Regions from separate parts of the Sus scrofa genome. Here region 2 is linked to region 1. A link is a contact called in public HiChIP or PLAC-seq data. All regions are on one chromosome and are shown on one strand. The core of a region is the stretch at or near the end of the contact, and the rest is flanking DNA. Distances in the headings are between cores, read along the strand shown.

Evidence for each region. HiChIP or PLAC-seq counts read pairs in DNA pulled down with a chosen protein or histone mark.
Region 2: a contact with region 1 is called in an H3K27ac HiChIP or PLAC-seq map of alveolar macrophages. The contact joins the enhancer-like site here to the promoter of ANKRD24 in region 1. A contact is called at or near these places in 1 of 5 promoter capture datasets (fetal liver), 20 of 47 Hi-C or Micro-C datasets (blood, embryonic fibroblasts, fetal heart ventricle and 10 more) and 1 of 2 datasets of contacts at active chromatin or transcription factors (alveolar macrophages).

What each region holds. Positions count from the first base shown.
Region 1 is chr2:74,567,053-74,569,686 of Sscrofa11.1, reverse strand. It overlaps ANKRD24 (ankyrin repeat domain-containing protein 24), which reads left to right and starts at 1,285. Exons shown (of 23, transcript XM_021084071.1): 1 at 1,285-2,012. It overlaps SIRT6 (sirtuin 6), which reads right to left and starts at 1,148. Exons shown (of 10, transcript NM_001114273.1): 1 at 1,074-1,148. The coding sequence starts at 1,139.
Region 2 is chr2:74,600,075-74,602,708 of Sscrofa11.1, reverse strand. No RefSeq gene overlaps it. Among named protein-coding and RNA genes, the nearest start is that of CREB3L3, 13 kb to the right of the region's middle. Within about 2 kb of position 1,283, at least 36 of the 83 cell types and tissues checked have an H3K27ac peak or open chromatin away from gene starts, as enhancers often do. A contact at or near this core is called in alveolar macrophages, fetal liver, liver and 1 more, where this site is marked.

The sequences.
Region 1 (2,634 bases), core at 36-2,535:
AATAGTTAAGAAAGTAAATTTTATATTGCGTATATTTTATGAGTATTTTTTAAATTGGGGGAAAAATAGTCATTTTCAGTGATGGCTCCCTGGCCACCTGGTTTCAATGCAGCCCTCAGCTCTTCTTATCTGCTTTGCTTTTCTCCCTAGCTCTTACCACCATCTGGTTTCTTTTTATTCTTCTTTCTTTTTTTTTGGCTGCAACACAGCATAGGGAAGTTCCCTGATTAGGGATCCAATCCAAGCCACAGCTCCAGCAAGGCAGGATCCTTAAACTGCTGCGCCACAGCAGGAACTCCCCACTATCTGATTTCTTATACTTATTTGCTGCTCATCTGTCTTGTTCTGTGATGTGGCTCCAGGTTGGAGAAAGTGTCTGGTATAAGGTAAGTACTTGAATGTTTGTGGAATAAAGTGAAAAACACCCAGGAGGGAAGAGTGGGGCTGCACATCATCTAAGAGCTCACTGATGCCTGACTCAGAATGAACGAGCCAGCCTTTGTGGGAGGGGGGCAATCTTCTCCCCAGTTTACAGAAGGGGAAAGGAAACCCAGAAAGAAGTGACCCAGCCAAGGTCTCAGCGTACGGAGGGACTTCTTTTCAGCGTGGTTGGAGGAGTGTTTCTGATACATCCTCCAGGTTCCTCCCCAGGTCAAAACCCTTCCGCATCACCCTTAGTGTCAACTCCCCAGCCTGGCACTTGAGGCCCATCCTGGCCTCCTTCTGGAAACCTCTTTGATCTAATCTGCTCTCTAAGTTTATTTCCACCCCACCCCCCCGCTTTGCCCGGGTAGTGCATTCTGCCTGGATATACATTGGGTGCTCCCTTATCAGAACTTGAAGACCACCCCATCGCTGGTCCTTCCCCGAGTCACCAGCCTAACCGACCCAGAGCTGGGCGTGTTCGCGTCCCCGGCCGCGCTGGGGCGTCACTTCCCGCCCCCTCCTCATTGGGAAGTCCCTCCCATTATCTAGCCTCAGTGTCTCCTGCTATTCCCACAATTCCCCGCTGCCGGTAGGCCCCGCCCAGCCCACGGCCCTGGGGGTAGCTGTCGGGATCCCGCCGCGCTCACCTCGGGGAGACCGCACTTGCCCTTGTCTGCGTACGGCGACAGGCCAGCCGCATAATTCACCGACATCCTCACCGCCCCAACGGGAACAATAAAGTTTCCCTTGTTGTGGCCGCTTCCGCCGGAAATGGGGTGGGACGGGGAAGGAGGAGCCGCATTCCCATCCACCGCACCTGGCGTCTCCTTCCAAGACGCATGCGCCCCGGACGGACGCTGCGGTCGCCATATTAACTGATGGCAAAGGGAGACCTGCTTCCAGCTTCTGCTTCGTACTGTATGCTGGGCATGTAGCGGGTGGTGGGAAAAAGGCTGTCCAGTGACCGGGCTGGAAACTGGGGGATAGCCGACGAGAGAGTTCTCTAGTCGCCTCTAAAGCGAGGGGCACGAAGATCAGTGCCCTTTTCCCCTTTTCTCACAAATGAGTGAATTGACGTTCCCCTTACTCGCCCTCCACTCTTGCAGAACAGAGCTTGAGAGAAGGGACCCGGGACTCATGCTCCCAATCCAAGGTTCTTTCCCCTGAAAATTTCAGAATTTTCTAAATTTACAAATGTACAGTACCTGTGCGTCGTGGGGGCAATTTGGGGCCTCACTAAGGGAAGGTTGAGGACGCCACTCTTAAGATACTTGGACATTATCTAGGTGGGCGATAATCACTCAGCAGGACAGGTCTCGACTGCACCAAGAAAATGGAGAAACTGCTTCCGGTCACTGGGGCTGGTGGCCTTTAGGACTCATTTAAGAAATGTATTGCACAGCCACTAGGGGGACGCTGGAGAGCAAATGCAGCATTTCATGACCTAGCAGTGGTGACTTAGTGTGACCTGTGTGTAATGAGGGCATTGAGCAAGGAAGGCGCTCTGGCGGAGGCAGCTGACCCAGCCTGGGAGACAACCAGGAAGGCTTCCTGGAGGAGGAAATGTTTCACTAAAGATCTGAACAGTGAGTACAAGTGAGGTGGGGGAAATCAGCCAATTGGGGCTGACAGGAGGTACAGAAAGAGGGCTCCTGGCAGAGGAACAGCAAGTCCAAAGGATGGGAAGAGCAGAAGAGGGTGGCTCTTTCCAGAAACTGAAATCTGCCCAGTGATGTTAGGGAAAAACATCCATGTCTTCCTGCCAAAGCCTGGTGGCCAACAGACAGGCCCACTGCCAGTCTGTCTCCTCCCTCTGCTCATCCCCTACCATTGGGGGTGGCTGCCTGTTCAGAGCTGATCAGGTGTCAGAGCTGAGTGCTGGGAGCTGCTGGTGTGAGCTGGTGGCCCCGCTGGAGCAGGTAACCAGAGCCGGCAGTGGACACGGTGGCCTGGTGCTGGAGTCAGTGGAGCTGCAGAAGGTAGGGGCAGAGGAGATGAGGGAGGCCTGGGCTGGAGGCTCCCCTTAGGGCCTCAGGCCCCTTGCCCCTGGGCACTGGCATATGGGAGAATGGAGGGCTGGTGTATGCCCCAGTTATGCTGAGGCAACAGGCACCCAGACACACACACACACGCACACACACACACACGCACACCCATTCATGGGTGCACTTTGCACTTCTCAGCCTTTTGCCGTGGTTAGGGTACATC
Region 2 (2,634 bases), core at 34-2,533, 33 kb before region 1:
CACTTCACAAGTATATTTGGAGCTCCTTTGATTGTGGGGGGAAGGTTCTAAGGGCCAGGCGTATACCAGTGCCCAAAATACACAGATTCCTGCTTTCTGGTGTAAACAGCTAACATAGATAAACAGAGCTCCCTTCCATCGAAGGTGTTATACTGGGTGTGACTGGGGTGGGGCGACTTTGGCCAGGGGCAGCCTCTAGGGGAGGTGACCCTTGAGCTGAGACCACTGGGCTTAGGTTTCATCACAACTTTGAAAGACGTTAAGGACTGAATTGTGTGCCCTAGCCCCAGATTCATATGTTGGACTCCTAACCCCGGGGCCTCAGAATGTGACTGTATTTGGAGATGGGGGTCTTCACACAGGTAATTGAGCTAAAATGAGGTGACTAGTGTGGGCTCTAATCCGTAGGACTGGGCTCCTTGTAAAAAGGGGACCTTTGGGGAGTTCCCTCATGGTACAGTGGGTTAAGGATTCGGTGTTGTCACTGCAGCAGCTTTGATTGCTCCTGTGGTGCAGGTTCAGTCCCTGATCCCCGAACTACCACATGTGGCTGGCCGGGCCATAAAACAAACAACAACAACAAAAAAGGCAAGGGGAAAGGGCTCAGAAGGAATGGGCTCAAAAGGAACCTGATCTTGGACTTCCAGCCTCGGGCACTGGGAGAGAATACATTTCTGCTGCTCCAGGCGCTCCCCCGCCCCGTCCCCCATCCGTCTGTGGGACTTTGTTCGCCAGCCACAGGAAAGGAATTCAGAAGGTGAAGGGTGAAGGGCCAGGAGGAAATCAGGATCTGGAGACCCGGACACGCCTCCCCCACCCCCACCCTCACCCTCACCCTATGGCTTCTTTCCCAGAATCCCCTGGGGGTGGAGCCAAAGGAAACACCCACCCCTGTGTACCCTGGCCACAAGGGGAAGGAAGCTGAGATGACCACATTCACAGCCAAGGGAGGCCTCTTTTTCCTGGTGAGAGGGTCAGTTGTGACCCTTGGACCCACCAGCCATAAAACAATCTCCAGGATGAGATGAGATGGAGGCTAGACAGGGAGGGGGTGGTGGGGACGGCCCAGAGGGGTGTGGATCACGAGATGAGTTGGGGGGCTGGACTAGGCTCCAGGCTCTCACAGGGCACTGCCCGGAGACCACCTGGTCTCCTGAAGCTGGGGGACCACCTTCCTATGGCTGGCTGAGGGCAAGCCCCAGACACCAGCCTTGGAGAACATGTCTGTGACACAAGGGGCCGCCCAGGCCTGTGCACAAACACATCCCACCCAGCCCCCACAGAAACTTCTAGAACCATCGCGGGACAGACCATCCACCTTCTCACCCTGGAGCAAGGCCCTCAGTCACCTCCTCAGTGTCATTGTGGTAAGGCCTCGCTGACCACCTGATATACAAGTCACCCCCCCCACAACACTCCATCTCTCTTTCCTGCTTCATTCTTCTATACTTAGTCTCTTCAATTTATTTATTGGGGTTCTCTCTGTGGCTCAGTGGGATCTGCAGCTTAGATCTAGACTGCAGCTCAGATCTGATCCCTGGCCTGTGAACTTGTGGACTCCATATACTGCGGGGTGGCCAAAAAAGAAAAAAAAAATTATTTATTTGCTTCCACACAACTGTTTTTTGGTCTTTTTGCCTTTTCTAGGGCCGCTCCTGCGGCACATTGGAGATTCCCAGGCTGGGGGTCAAATTGGAGCTCTAGCCACCGGCCTACGCCAGAGCCAGAGCAGCACGGGATCCAAGCCGTGTCTGCGATCTACACCACAGCTCACGGCAACGCCGGATCCTTAACCCACTGAGCAAGGCCAGGGATCGAACCTGCAACCTCATGGTTCCTAGTCAGATTCGTTAGCCACTGCGCCATGACAGGAATTCCCAGCGCACAACTGCTTTTCACTTAGCATCTGTCTCCCCACATTGGAACATCGGCTCTGTGGGGGCAGGGCCAGGGGAATAATTATAGTCTCTGGTGTGTCTCCAATGCCTGGCACACAGCAGGTGCTCAATAACTAGCAGGCACAAGAATGAATGAGGGAATTCTTGGACATAGTGTCCTTCAAGCTTTAGGAAGAGCAGAGAGAGGCTCCCCCCTCCCCACTCCCACCACCTGCCAACACCTCCTCCCTCATGGTATTTGGAGACCCTTGTTCAAATTTCCCATCATCACCCACCCCCACACCCCTGAGAGCCCAGAACCCCCTGAACTGGGCAGCCTGGAGGATTAGGTGTTAATCAGTTGGCGTTGCCTAAGAGGTTGATCAGAGTCCCCCTGTCCCCAGCCCCTGGCCTGCGCCCGCCACACCCATGTCACAAGGGTTTTACTCACTGCCTTTCCTGGCTGTACCCCAAGGGACGGTCCTGGAGAAGGAGGAGGGGTGAGGTGGGGGAGAGGGTGGGGGAGGAGCTGCTACTTCCGGACCTCCTCACCTCTTCCTTCAAAAACTGACCTGAAGGAAAGTGTAGAAAAGTCCCTCCAGTCATCAGTCAAAAGAATGGGGAGGTGACATGTGGCAAAGGACAAGTCTCCATCCGGCGCAGGGGACCTGGGTGTTGTCTCAATAGTGGCTGACTCATGAAGTGGCCATGGTGAGTCATAATCCCTTATTAGCCCCTCTGCCTTCCTGTGCAGTAG